2 separate regions of the Anas platyrhynchos genome follow, and region 2 is linked to region 1. The links are chromatin contacts, called in public Hi-C maps. All regions are on one chromosome and are shown on one strand. The core of a region is the stretch at or near the end of the contact, and the rest is flanking DNA. Distances in the headings are between cores, read along the strand shown. Region 1 overlaps SCAP (SREBF chaperone). Region 2 holds the start of ELP6 (elongator acetyltransferase complex subunit 6).

Region 1 (6,600 bases), core at 1,774-4,273:
CAGATAAGCAGTCCAGCAGTTTGGTACCTCTGCACCCCAGGACAGCCTGTTTAATAGGTTGCTCCTCGAGACACTTTTGGAGCAAGCCGCGTGGAACACAAATCACCAAACTCAGGAGGACGGAGGGCAGAAGGGCACTTACCTCTTGGCCAGGGTGATGTTGTAGTAGCTGAAGAGGGACGGCCAGTGCCTGAAGGAAAGCTTCCTCCAGATCTCCTCATCCTCCGCTCCCCAGGTGACCTCTGCCTCGGTCCCCAGCTCCGTCTGCCCGTTCCCTTTGCCCTCATGTCCCTGGGCCCAGCTGTGCTGGTTCGCCTCCAGCCTGCTCAGGGAATCCAACCCTGACTTCTGCTCCCGCTGCTGCGTCTGGTTCTCTGACAGCTGCACGGGGTCCGCCGGGAAGACCGAGAGATCGAGCTTGGGGTCGCCAGCAGGTAAGACCCCTCCGGGAACGGGCATAGGGGGCAAACCCGCCTCCCCCAGGGGGCTCTGCTCGGTGACCTGCGAGGTGAGGTAGGTGCGGAGCCCAGCGGGGTCCGTGTAGACCAGGATTCCGATCCAAATCACCGTCCCGGCCTGCGTGAGGAGAGAGGAGACAAAATTATTTCAAAATTATTTAGTGCTCGGCCTTTTTCTTGCTGCCCCCACCCCGTCATCGCCTGGCTGAGCCCATCAGCAGCACCCCAGCAAGGGGAGCACCCTGCCCTCCGTTAGGGTCCTGCTCCAGGCAGATCCTTGTCCTTTATGGTGACCCCGAGCACCACTTTGTGAGCTCCCCACCCCAGCCTGCTGGTGGTGACAGCACTGGGGACAAGCAGGGCAGGATCTGGTGTCCCTCTTACAGTCACACCCCCAAAAGGGAAAGAATTCGTCTTCCACGGAGAGAAACATCTCCGTGCCTTCATCCCACATTGCCTGCAGGAACAAATACGACTTCTGCTCTGTAAATACCTTCTCTTTCCCCTCGTACAGTTCCTTGAAAATCTGGTTATGCAGAGATCTCTCAGAGCAAACAGCAAGAATGTGTAAAAATGTCCATTTTTTATATTTTTTTTCCCCTGGAAGCCTGTTTGGGTCAGGCCATGCCTACCATGATGAGCCTCTGGGCCAGCCGGGTCCTGGCGAAGAAGTAGATGACCCTGAGCCTTTTGGGGAGGCGCAGGTTCCTGAAGGACGAGGGCTGCAGGGTGATGGTGTGGGGGGTGGCGGGCCGCAGGGCCGGCTGCCGCTCGTAGCGCTGCGAGCGGCTGACGGCCTTGGCGGGGGGCAGGCAGGCTTCTGCTGGCAGCCTCTTGTTCAGGTCAGCGAGCTGCCAGGAGAGAAGCAGGAGTCAGAAAAACGGAGAAAAACGAGGTGGGAAACCCCAGGGCACGCTCCCCTCGCCCCGGGACGAGGGCTCCCAGCCCGTCCTCACCTCCATGCGACGAATGTCGATGGAGAGCACGGTGGTGAAGAAGAACATCTGCAGGAAGAAGTCGGACACCAGGCCCACCACGGCGAAGAGGCAGAACTCCTGCAGGCAGCACAAACACACAGAAATCAGCTACGGCAGCTCAGGGACACGGGGTGGAGATCCCAGCTCCACGAAAAGGGCAGCTCAGCACCCTGCTGCCCAAGAGCACGGGCCTGAGGGTGTTTTACTGACCACAGTCCTGCCATCGGGGCTTTGGAATGGTTGAAAGCTTGGTGTTAGAGCAGTGTGAGAGCTCGGGAGCACGTTAATTCACATTCACAGTTTTTGTTCTTAGCCGTAAAACATCAAAGAATCCCAGGAGAAAACAGCAGAGGTGTTGTCCCTGCTCCCAAAGCTCTCAGCCCCCTGATTGTGCGCGCGAATCGCACGCCCAAAGAGCCCCCAGCAGTGCTGGTTTCCTTCCCTGCACCAATAAACCTCCCCCTGATGCAAAACTCCTCCAGGAGCAGTGGGGCTGGGCTCAGCCAGGTGTCCTCCCACCACACAAAGACCACCGAAGCCCCTGTACCGCCCTGTGCTCACACCTAGGAGCTCCAGGGCTCCAGCTAAACCATGGCTGTTTAAATCACACCCTCGGCTGGTGCTTATTTAGGGTTGGGTCCTTATTTCGGGATGGGTGCTGAGCTCCCTGCCATGCTGCGCTTCCCCAGCAGGTGCCACTGCAGAAATTAGGAGCACCAGAGGAGCCCAGAGCCAGGGACACCCCTCGGAGGTACAGGTCGCTGCCACGACCTGTCGGGGCCCAGAGGAGATTTAGGAACTCGGAGAGATCAAGCACATCGAAAGCAGGCACCAGCAGCAACCTGGGGCTAAAGAGATCCAAGAGCCCAGCCCCATTTGCAGAACAAGATTCATTTTTGTCCCCCTCCTGCCTGGGTCTTGCCCAGCTTCTCGCAGGCTCTGACCGCAGCTTGATCCCTTCCTCGGGAGGTTTGGGGAGCAAACACAACACCCCGAGACGTTCTGGGGATGAAAACACAGCCCGGGTTCCTCTCCAAAGGAGGAAAACAGAGGGAAAGCAGCACCCAGCTGGATTCCACTCAGCAAAAGCCTCCACAAACGGCAAGCTCTGCGTATAAATATTAATTCCGCTAATATCCCCACTCGTTCCATTAAGGATTAGAGCTATCTGAAACTGCTGGCCCTGGGAATCCGAAATCTTCTTATGCTTGGGTTCTGCACCCCCTACAGCGAGACCTGAACCCAATTTCAGTGGGTGAGCTCCAGAAGGAGCAGGACGGGCACCCAGGACACATCCCTGGACGTGCTGCTCTTCCCACGGCTCCTCTGCCAGGACGAGGAGCTAAAAGACCCTAGGAATGAGCCCAATTTACACCCAAAGGGTGGATCACGCTGGTGTTTGACCTGAGCAACCTCTGCAACCAGCTTCAAATAAAAAAATTCAGACAGGACACGTGGCTGGGTGTACCCTGGGGAATTCTGCTCGAGCTCCTCTCTTGCTGAACTTCTCTTGGCCACCCAGGGCCAGGCTCAAGGACCTGCAACGCTCCCGTTCAAGCTGGCTGTTTAATCTTCTTAGATTATCATCCACTTTAATCTGCAGTCTGTCTGCTGGTGGTTCCCCAATGTCACAGCAAGGACACGCTCAGCCCACGCGCGGCCAGCACTGGCCTTCAGCTGCGCGGATGCTGCTGCCTTGCTGCCTGCACCTGCTCAAATCCGTGCTAGGAATTTCCAGACCTTGACACCATTTTCAGTGTTAGACCCTCTACTAGAGACCCAATCTACTAGATCGTTCCTCGAGGTTTCAGTTTGTTCACCCCTGGAACAGAGACGGTGATGTCTGTGGCTGTAAAAAACCCAAAGGCTTGTAAATCTGGTGAGACAGCCCCAAACACACCGCCCACCCTTTCCCCGGAGGAGATCCTGCACTGGTTTTGGGTTTCCCCTCCACTGCTGAAGGGGATTAGCGAGCTCACAGCTCCGTGATGGGAAGCTCCCCTGCACAAACAGAAAGGAGCACAGGGCCCAGCCCCTTGTTCTGGGGGTGAGAGGCCTCCAAATGATGGGGCAGAATGAGGGGGTCACTGCCAGGGGGTCTGGGACACACTTCGAGATGCAGGGAGGAGCGTTCGGGATTGCACGAAACCAACTGGGGAAACCAGAGTGGAAAGGGAGGCGTTTCCCTGAGTCACCTCTTCTACTCCTCAGCCAGCTAAGCCACAGAAAATAAGGTTTGTTGTGTTAGACAATATCATTTGTGAAATGTCAGCGGGTGCCTGGCACTCACCTGGATGGCTGGGACGAGGGTGAAATACCCGATCAGGATGATCCCGAGCTCTGTGGCCATGTTCTTCATAATTGACCAGCTCTCGTTGCTCAGGCCTGGGGAGAAAACACGCAGACAGGTAAAAGGAGAGTGTTCCCTAGTGAGCGGGCGTGAGCAGAGCTGAAAGGACTCCTCCCTGGGTTCCCCTTCTTTAAAATTAGTCAACAGACAAAAAAGGGCATTTTTAGGCTAAAATTCAGCTGACCTATTTGGGTGTGTGTTTATAATCGGCCTGTAGATTCCCATGTGTTTATCAGCCGGGTTATCACCCAGCCCCAGAGCAGCAGATGGATTTTTATCCAGCCACACGGGGAGCTGAAGAAGGCTCAGCTCACAGAACCACCTTGATTTTAGCAGGCTGAGGGCACCGAGCAGGACAACGCAGGGATTCAGAAGAGTCAGGAATCAGTGAGTTTTTGCGTCCTGTTTTTGATCTAGGATACAAACCGCTCTTATTTTCAAAGCTCAGTAGATTTTTCTGGGGATCACTCCAGAATCTCTCATGTTTATAAACGTCTTTTAAATTTGCAAACCACATTTATCCATGGTTTGAGTGTACTCAGATCCTTATGCAGCTGCAGAGTGTATCTGTACCAGGGACAATAATTTGGTCACAGCCTCAGCAGAACTTCTTACGACCCGTGGACTGCACTTAAAATATTCATGACACGAGGACAGGCACTAAATATCCTTACCAGGAGACACAGCTCTCTCTCACTGACACTTTTTAAAACTTGTTTTGCCAATGCTTCAGTCAAGAATCTTAAAAAGCAGTGCCCACAGTTAGAGGCTTATGTGAGTTCTTAAAAATAACAAAAATAGTACAAAAGACTTTAAGAATACAATCACCAATTCATATTCGACTCACAAGGTCTTCGTTTCCTCTACAGACCACGATTAAGATAATTCCCCATCTCCCAGTTTGGGAATTTCCCCAGTTTTTTTCCTCTCTCAGCATTTTCCCAGAGGAGGTGCCTACCTTGGGCGATGCGCAGCTTCACTTCCAGGTCGACAGGCGTGGAGACGACCGACTTGGTGAGGACCAGCACGTTCTCCAGGCCAATCACCACGACCAAGTAGGGAAAGATCTCTCTGGGGGAAACAGGAAAAAAAAATGAGAATGAGATCTTTGGTTAAAGAAAGTGAACAGCAAACACTATCCACCGCTCTCAGCCAAACCCTTTCTTGTGCAGTGTCATTCTGTGCTGAGGTGAGAGGTGTGATTTCATCTGCATCGGATAGGTATTAATATTTTTACAAAATTGCATGATTTTCTGAAAAACAGCCATTGTAGACAACCACTAAATCAGTCTTCATGCTCCCTAGGGTCAGGAATCAGAATCATGGAATATCCGAGTTGCAAGGGAGCCACACAAGGATCATCAAATCCAACTCCTGGGTCCCCAAAGAACCCCAAAGGACAGCACCTCTCAAAGAGTCTCTATAAGAAAGTCTCCAAAAAGAGGTGAAAATCAAAAAGATGGATTTGAGCACCAGTACAGCAGCCTTGGGAACAGTCAGCCAGAGAACATTGTACCAGGAGGGTAGGGACCATGTCCCACTATCAAGAGTGAAGATCTTGCTAAATCACAGCTAAGTATTACATGAACAGTATTACGTGAACAAACTAAACCCTCCCAGGGATATTTTCTACCCAAGACTCAAGAATACGCCCTGCATTGGATTTGCCCTTCAGAATATATTCAAGCAGAAGAGAAAGTCTACCCAAAGCCACCACTGTGACTTTATCCAACTCTCTTCTCACTTTTTTTCTCTCTTCCAACTACTTACAGCCCAGCTCAGTCGGAGAGAAGAAGCTGATCCATGCACGTGGTAAATCTCTTCATATCCCTCCAGCTAAACTTAAGCAAAAAGAGGGCTGCGTCCTTTCGGGGGGGGATCAATTTGTGCTGTGCTGGTCTGTGCAGATCCAAGAGGAGAACAAGTGTGCGTGCAGCTACACGCAGCCCTTGGCAGATCCCTCAGAGCCAAGAAATCAAAACACCAGGGTTTCAGAACACCTCCTGCTTTCTGCCAGGACACAACCCCCAAGGACCATCTTCCCAGCGCTGCTTTCATCTGATGTTGGCTTCAACAAACCTTGCAGACGTGGGGCTGTCAGCAGCCCGTCCCTTACAAGTCCAGCTGGGGGAAAAACCCCTGCCTGGGATCACTGCTGGCTCAGCGATTCCGTTCCAGCTCCTTGAACAAATGGCAGGCTGAAACAGCAAGAGCTCCACTCAAAGCAAAACCAAAAACAAAATTGAAAAAATTAAGACTTTGAGGTCTGTAAGGGCACGCTCCTGCAGAATCCTGTCCTTACACAGTCCTGCACGAAGCACTCGATGTCCAGCACTGTTTGCAGCCGAGCTGCAGGAACCCTTCAGAAGGCAGTAAAGTCTGGAAAAGGAAACCTGTGATGCTCTCAACTATCTCCTTCTTAACCAGTTGCTTCAGCTGCAGAAGATTATTAATTAGCAGGCACGGGTTATGAATTTAGATAGGTCCTTGAAGAGTCAGCAGGTTTCATTTTAAAAGGCTAGCAGGCTAAGAGCAACCTGATAATGGTCTGCTGCAACACAGCTCACTGCTCCCTTGGATGCCAGAAGGAGCTGCATCACAGCCAGATCCAGCATCCATCAGCCAACAGAAACACCACCATGAACCACGAAGAAAATATCTCCTCCAGCTCCCTGAGTCCATGCGTGTATGTGAGCAGGGAGAATCTTGGGTTTATCTGAAGATAAACCTGGAAGATATCACTTGGAAGCTTTATGGATCCATCCCATCAGCTTCTCCCATCTAAAATGTAAATGTTTGCATCTGAGCTAGTCAA
Region 2 (6,600 bases), core at 2,722-5,221, 41 kb after region 1:
AAACAAAAACTGGGCCTGGAATTACTCACCCGTGCCAGGAGACTTACCAGCTTCTGTGCCACGATGTTGTAGTGACTGAAGGACTGGAGCAGGGCCACGAAGCAAACCTTACAGCCAGCTGGGGGGAGAAGACAAAAAGGCGCGTTATTATTTCGGATTTTTGCAAGCTGCCACTGTCGAGGCACCCAAATCCCAGCAGCCAGGCTGCAGATCTGTCTGCCAAAGCCTGGAAGTGAGGCAGGTCCAGGCAGCCCCTCCGCTTGCTCGGGGCCGGGCTCCCAATTTTCACCTCTCTGTGGGTTTCCCCGATTCAGGGAAAATTTTAGTCAGGTTAAAAAGAAATGGAAAGAACAGGAAAGAGAGGAAAAGAATAAAAAATATGGGTCTTTTTTTCTGTTTCATGCCATTCTGCCCTGGGATCTCCCTGCACTGTTTGCTGGTCCTGCTGCAAGGAGGCCAACAACCGACCATGACACGAACGACCGAAATCGCTGGCGTGCCAAAAATCCCTGTTTTGGCTCTAGCAGAGCGAGTGACCTTGTGTGGAATTACACCCCGAACCAGCAACGCTGACAAAGCCACCTCGCTCAAACGTGATTTTGGGGAAAGCCAGCACGTGACGAGCCGGCCTTGTGGCTTGGGCACGAACCCTGTGCCTGCTCCTTCCTACCAGGGAGCACGGATTTGTTTTTAAAAATAGGGTGAAGCTGGAGCTGGGGGGGGCAGGATGCTCTCAGCCCCACAGCACTCGGAGCTGAGTTTCAAGGCGGAGAGGTTTGGTCTCACCACTTTTGCAGGGCCGGCTGCTTTGCCAGCAGAAAGCTGGAGGAGCCCAGGCACCCAGCGCCCTCTCTGCAGGAGCTGGCAGCTTGTTCCCAGGTGAAAGGTGAGCCGAAAAGCAATTAGGCAACTCATCAAACCCTCTGCTTGTTTGTTTGTTGACCCGCTCCCAGCTTATCTACTTGCTCAGTTATTCCTGATACATTTTAATTGTGTTTTTAAAGGCTTGGTAGCGAAGGAACCGCGTTCATCACCTCGCTCTGGGGTGCCCCTGTGATTTCCAGCCTGCGCTGCGCTGCTGACGAAACGAGCTGCAGGGAGATTAAGGCTACGGGGCAAGTCCCGAGTGCCCAAGGCTATGGAGCACGTCCCAAGAACAAGCCGGGACTGGGATCCATAAATCCTGACGCTTTGTGCTAATCCAGGGACGCCACGTGCTCTGCAAAACCAGCCTCTGCTCAAGGAGAATCACTGCTCGGGGAGGGAAGCTCCAAGGACCAGGCGAAGACAAAGCCCTTGCCTCGCAGAGCCCTGCTGCTCACGTACCTCGGAGGTAGAAGGAGAGGAAATGGTGCACCAGGAAGCTGCCGTCCGTCCTGGCGTCCCGCAGCAGCGTGAATTTGCCCTGGAAAAGAAGAAGCAAAAGAATTGAACAGAGGATGAGAGGCTCCATCTGGGTAGACGAGGTGACCGCTCGGGTCTGCAGCCAGGGGAGGATCTACAGGTGATGGAGGAGGCAGAAACAGCACTGCAGCCACCCATCCGTTTACAAAGGTCCGTGGAGAGGCAGCAGTGGATGCTGAGCTCTCCATGGAAGCTCTGCCCACCACCTAAAAGCCACTGGAGCAGAGCTCCCCGCACGAAGTATAAACCTTGTTTTGATCACGCAGGAAATTAATTCGGCTCATCAGCGCCTGCTTGTTATCAGCACCCGTCTCATCAAGGCGCTTGTTGCCATTACAACCTCAGCCAGGATTCCTCTTTAATCAATACAAATCACAGAAGGGTTGTTTTTAATCACAAAGAACTTACCAATGCTTTTTTCTTTTTTTTTTTTCCAGTCTATTAGAAGAAAAACAAAAAGCCCCACGCTACCCACAGGCAATTTGCAAGCCATCTCCCAGGCAGCTCCCCGATGCCTGACACGTGTCGTGAAGCGGTGCTAATGGGACGGCAAATATTGAACGTGTCTGCACGGGATGCAAGGCAGGACTTTGGGTCCAGAAAGGCTGTTCTGCCCCAGCCAGAGAGCATTTTTCCATGCAAAAAAAAAAAAAAAAGGGTGCACCTCGGTGGGCATTACAATAGCAGGAGGCACCGCTGAAGCAAAGTCCACCTGACAGCTCTCGGAAAGCAGGACACAGTGGGATGCTGCCACACAGAGCACACATTATTCAGCTTCTTCAAAACCTTCCCGTTATTGACCTTTAATCCTGCCGATCCTCACTTCGCTGTCGCACTGCAGCTGCTCAGGCTGTGCCTAAAACTCTCCATCCCCAACGTGTACGTGAGGGGTGGCAAACCCGAACCGTGCACCTCCAGAGGCAGCAGCTGCACCACAGCTCGTGGGGGTGCATGGTTTGACCCTCGTCCCCCACCTGCACGTCCTTCTCAAGGCCAGAAAGGGCTTGGGGTGAAGCACTTCCATAGGGGATGCCTCCTTCTTGCAGCACTTTCTCTCCCTGGTCTCTCCGCACGCTGCTTTCGCGCTCTTTCCACCTGCGGGCTACGAAGCAGAAGCTGCAGCCACTTGTTAGAAACTGCCAAAATCAATCGGCAGGGCAGCGGCGGATGTCACAAGCATCTCAGATGACATCTGAGGGTGACATCTCAGATGCACCCACGCAGGCAAGCAGCATCTTCCACCTACCAGCCCTGCAGTCAGCACTCGGAAAATGGCGCGGATTTAACCGCGGCGATGCAGAAAATGGAAAGGCAGAGATGGGAAGAGATTTGCAAAGGGCTGGTGCTTTTTAAACGCAGCAGGACACTGATTTCTGGCCAGCCCTTGTAGCCCAGGTGTGGTAGGACATCTGGGTGTGTTGTTGAAGTCCACATCCCCGGCTGATGGAAGAGCCAACACAAGTCTGAGGCAAATCCCCGCACAGATGCCTGGCGCCTCTGCTAGGTTCTGCCTACGCTGCCAAGTCAAAACTCGGGATCTCGAGGCCAAACCTCCTGTTGGTTTTGCTCTTCTGAATTCCCAATTTGCATCAAGCCCCACTATGCAGGGCTGCAGCGTCGAACCACGATGCCGCTTGGCCACGGTCCTTCCCCCTGATTTTCTCTCCGGTTTCCCCATCCACCGAGACCCCCTCCCAGGAAAAATCCTCCAAAATCACCTGCTCCAACCACCCCCTACCACCAATGCCACCACCACACCATGTCCCCAAGCACCACGTCCAACCTCTCCTTGAACACCCCCAGGGACGGTGACTCCCCCACCTCCCTGGGCAACCCATCCCGATGCCTGACTGCTCTTCCTGACAGAAATATCTCCTAATTTCCCACCTGAACCTCCCCTGCCACAACTTGAGGCCATTCCCTCTAGTCCTATCCATTTTATCGATGAGAAGAAGCCGACCCCAGCTCCCCACCCCTTCCTTTTAGGTATTTACAGAGAGCGATGAGGTCTCCCCTCAGCCTCCTTTTATCCAAGCACCCACATTTCCTTCATCCACCCCTCACAGGACTCACAAACTACCCCAAAAACCCACCCTACAGGGACAAAATAAACAAACAGAGCAGCCTAAAGCAGACTACATACATCAGAGGGGCTAGAAAACATTTGGGGCAACGCTTTTATCATCGATTTTAGGACCACAGCCCCCAGCAGCCCCACGCCCGATGGGGGCAGAAGCCTGGCAGCCCCCCTAGGGGTTGTGGGGTCAGAAGGGACAGAAATGGGGACAGCAGTGACACTGATGGTGGTGATAGGGACACTTTTTGTGGTGGCAGCGTGGCCGTGCCCGCGCCATGGCGGCCGCCCGCGCCTCCGCCATTACCCCCCCCCCGCCATCGCCTCCCTCACCGTGCCCGGGCGCTGAGGGGAGGCGCCCAGGAGCTCGTTGAGCTCCCCCAGCATGGCCGGGGGCTGCTGCTGCTGCCTCACGGTGCCCTTTACCGGGGGCTGTGTGTGCGTTTCGGGGGGGGGGGGACACACCACAGCCACGCATGCGGCAGGCGGAGCCCTTTTCTCCCTCCCCTTCCTCTCCGGTTCCGTGTTCACGGAGGGGACTGAGGGGGGAGGATTCATGAGACCCCCCCCCGCCATTAATGGGGGTCCCCACGGTGTTAAAATGGCGGCTGGGGAGGGGGGGGGTGGAGGAGCCCCCCCCATCCCCTGAGGGGAGCCCCCCCTGAGGGGAGCCCCTGAGGAGAGCCCCTGAGGGGGCGCTGGGGTGGGGAGGGGGGGGTCGTGACAGGAGTTGGGGGGGCTTTAGGGTGAAAAGAAGGGGATTTGGGGAAAATTAGGGGGAAATTAAGGGAAATCTGTCACAGTGAGGGCTGCCCCCAGGAGCTGGGGGTGCCCCATCGCTGGCAGTGCCCAAAGCCAGGCTGGATGGGGCTGGGGGCAGCCTGAGGGTTTGGGGGCTCTGGGCACGGCCATGGGGGGGTTTTGGGGGTCCCTTCGCACCCCGACCCCGCTGTGGTGCCGTGGTTGTGCGGTGCCATCCCTCCACCTGCTGGCAGTGCTCAGCCCCAGGGCTCCCTCAGTCCTACAGAGCTGCCCCCATCATCCACACCAGTAACGGGACTGGGCCCAGTATCACCCCTGGGGTCCGCCACCAGTGCCTGGCCTCCCCCCAGACCCTACACCTCAAGCCACCACCCTCAATACCCGGCCATTCACCCAGGCCGTGGCACGCCGGTGGCTTCACGAGGGCTCTCCGATGTCCTCAACACTTCCCAAAAAGTCACCGGCACTTTGGGATGCTGCCGAGCATTAATTTGGGGCTCTCACAGCAGAGCCGAGATCATTCCTGGCTTCTTCCCCGAGTAATATCAGCTAATTTACAGCCTGCAGCCGTGAGCATCCAAATCACATAGAGTTATTTTCACCCCCCGCACCTGGATTCGCGTTTTTTGGCACTGAATGCGCTTGCCCCTTATTTACTTTTGTATTTTTTTTTTTATTTTTGTAGTATAAAGGAGGATTGCCCGGCTGAGGGAGACATGTGGAGCGTTGGATGTGCCAAGGGGACTGGAGGAGCTGCGTGGTCCCAGCACTGCCTCGTCTGCTGCGAGCATTAGGGGGCATCAGGGGATGCTGAGAAATGGCAAGGACCGAGCAAGAGCCAGGAGACGCAAATTGGTTAGAAAGAACCACAAATTATCACTATTTGTGGGCTTAGGAGGGTGAGCTGGTAGGAGAAAGGGGACTAAGCCACGGGAGAGAGATCTGAGAGCAACTTGGGAAGCCCCCGAGCTGCAAATTTTGGGGGTTTGGGAGAAGAGTTTTGGGACCACGCAGCGCTCGCCTTAGCCTCCAGCTTCCCCCATCTTCTGGTTTGGGAGAACTGCAGAAAAGCCAGCGGGCTGCGTGGGGATTTGGTCGAGCCGTCGCAGCTCTTCTTCCCCCTTTATTTTTGATGTTTATTTGTGTGTTATCTGTAAAATTTGCCACCCCATTCCCTAACCCTTTTCAGAGAACGTAGGCACAGGCTGGGTGAGGCGCCCGGACCCCGAGATACCCCCCAGAAACCCACTTTTTGGGGTCAGCCCCGTGCTTCCTGCCTTTTAACCACTTGCAGAGCTGTGAAAGGGCTTCCTCTCCTTCCCTTGGACGGCTTCCTCGCTGGAGGAGCTTCGGCTGAAAGCTGCTTTAACAGCCCGGATCGCTTGGCCTTTTGTTTTCCTGCCCTTTTCAGAGCGCTGGGAACCCGGCTCTGGCTCTTGGGGGCGTGGGGAACCAGCTCCGGCCGGGCTCCCTGCCTTAACTCCCTCACCTCCTGTCCTCCCAGCCCTCAGGGTTTGGCTCACGGAGGGATTTGGCAGAGCCTGGAGCTGTTCCTAACTCAGAGCTCTCCCATATGCTGATGATCGGGGCGTTTTTTGGCCACCTTTTTGCCTGCACCGTCACGTTTCTCTCCCCGGAGCGCTTCCCTTCCAGCTCCTCCAGGAGCTGCAGAGCCCTCTAAATTAATATTAACATAAATTCCTGCCTTTTTTTGCTTTTGTGGTGTTTGCAGTGCAGCAAACCTTGCACCTATGGCATTGTGGCACCCGTAGGTAACCGTGCTGCTTACCCTTAAGCTCCCGTGCCGTGTGGGACCAAACCGAGTGGCAAAAAAAAAAGCAATTATTCACCAAAAGAAACCACCCAAACACTTCACCGTGCGGTGTTTGAAGCAATTCCCAAGAGCACGGTGGGGAGGGTTAACTGAAACCACCGGGCTCCTTGGTGTGAGCGTGTGGGAAGTGACTTTTAGGGAGAAAACCTTTGCTTTACCTCCCCCAATGATCAGGTCCCAGGTGCCTTCAGCCAGTTTTCTGAGGATAAAGCTCAGAAAATCCCCCTCCGAGCCACGTACACTGCTTACTCTTCTCATTTACCCCAATTAACACTTTCTGGGTTAATTCCACTTCCCTTACTCATTGCAGCTGGCGTGTTTAGGGCTGGTTTTACCAAACCTTTGAGTGCTCAGCCCCTCGTTTGCCATCACCTCCCTCCTCCTGCTGGCGCTGCCCTTTTTTTTTTCTATTCCCATCTCGATTTGGCCGGCCGGATTCCCCCACATGCCTGCGCCCCCCGTGTGGCTGTCCCTGGTGATCCGCCCTCGTTCCCACTTTCTGCCGACCTTTTTCCCGAGCCCGAGG

The links. A called contact is a pair of places that touch in the nucleus more often than the background predicts.
Region 2: a contact with region 1 is called in a Hi-C map of F1 follicle, with 4 times the contacts expected there. The contact joins the promoter of ELP6 here to the enhancer-like site in region 1. A contact is called at or near these places in 3 of 8 Hi-C or Micro-C datasets (F1 follicle, F5 follicle and skeletal muscle).

What each region holds. Positions count from the first base shown.
Region 1 is chr2:158,624,333-158,630,932 of IASCAAS_PekinDuck_T2T, forward strand. It overlaps SCAP (SREBF chaperone), which reads right to left. Exons shown (of 24, transcript XM_038175141.2): 10 at 4,744-4,856; 11 at 3,726-3,820; 12 at 1,415-1,513; 13 at 1,091-1,309; 14 at 143-576. Among named protein-coding and RNA genes, the nearest start is that of PTPN23, 21 kb to the left of the region's middle. Within about 2 kb of position 3,024, at least 2 of the 8 cell types and tissues checked have an H3K27ac peak or open chromatin away from gene starts, as enhancers often do. A contact at or near this core is called in F1 follicle and F5 follicle, where this site is marked.
Region 2 is chr2:158,664,865-158,671,464 of IASCAAS_PekinDuck_T2T, forward strand. It overlaps ELP6 (elongator acetyltransferase complex subunit 6), which reads right to left and starts at 3,972. Exons shown (of 7, transcript XM_027452933.3): 1 at 3,812-3,972; 2 at 1,327-1,405; 3 at 48-118. The coding sequence starts at 3,865.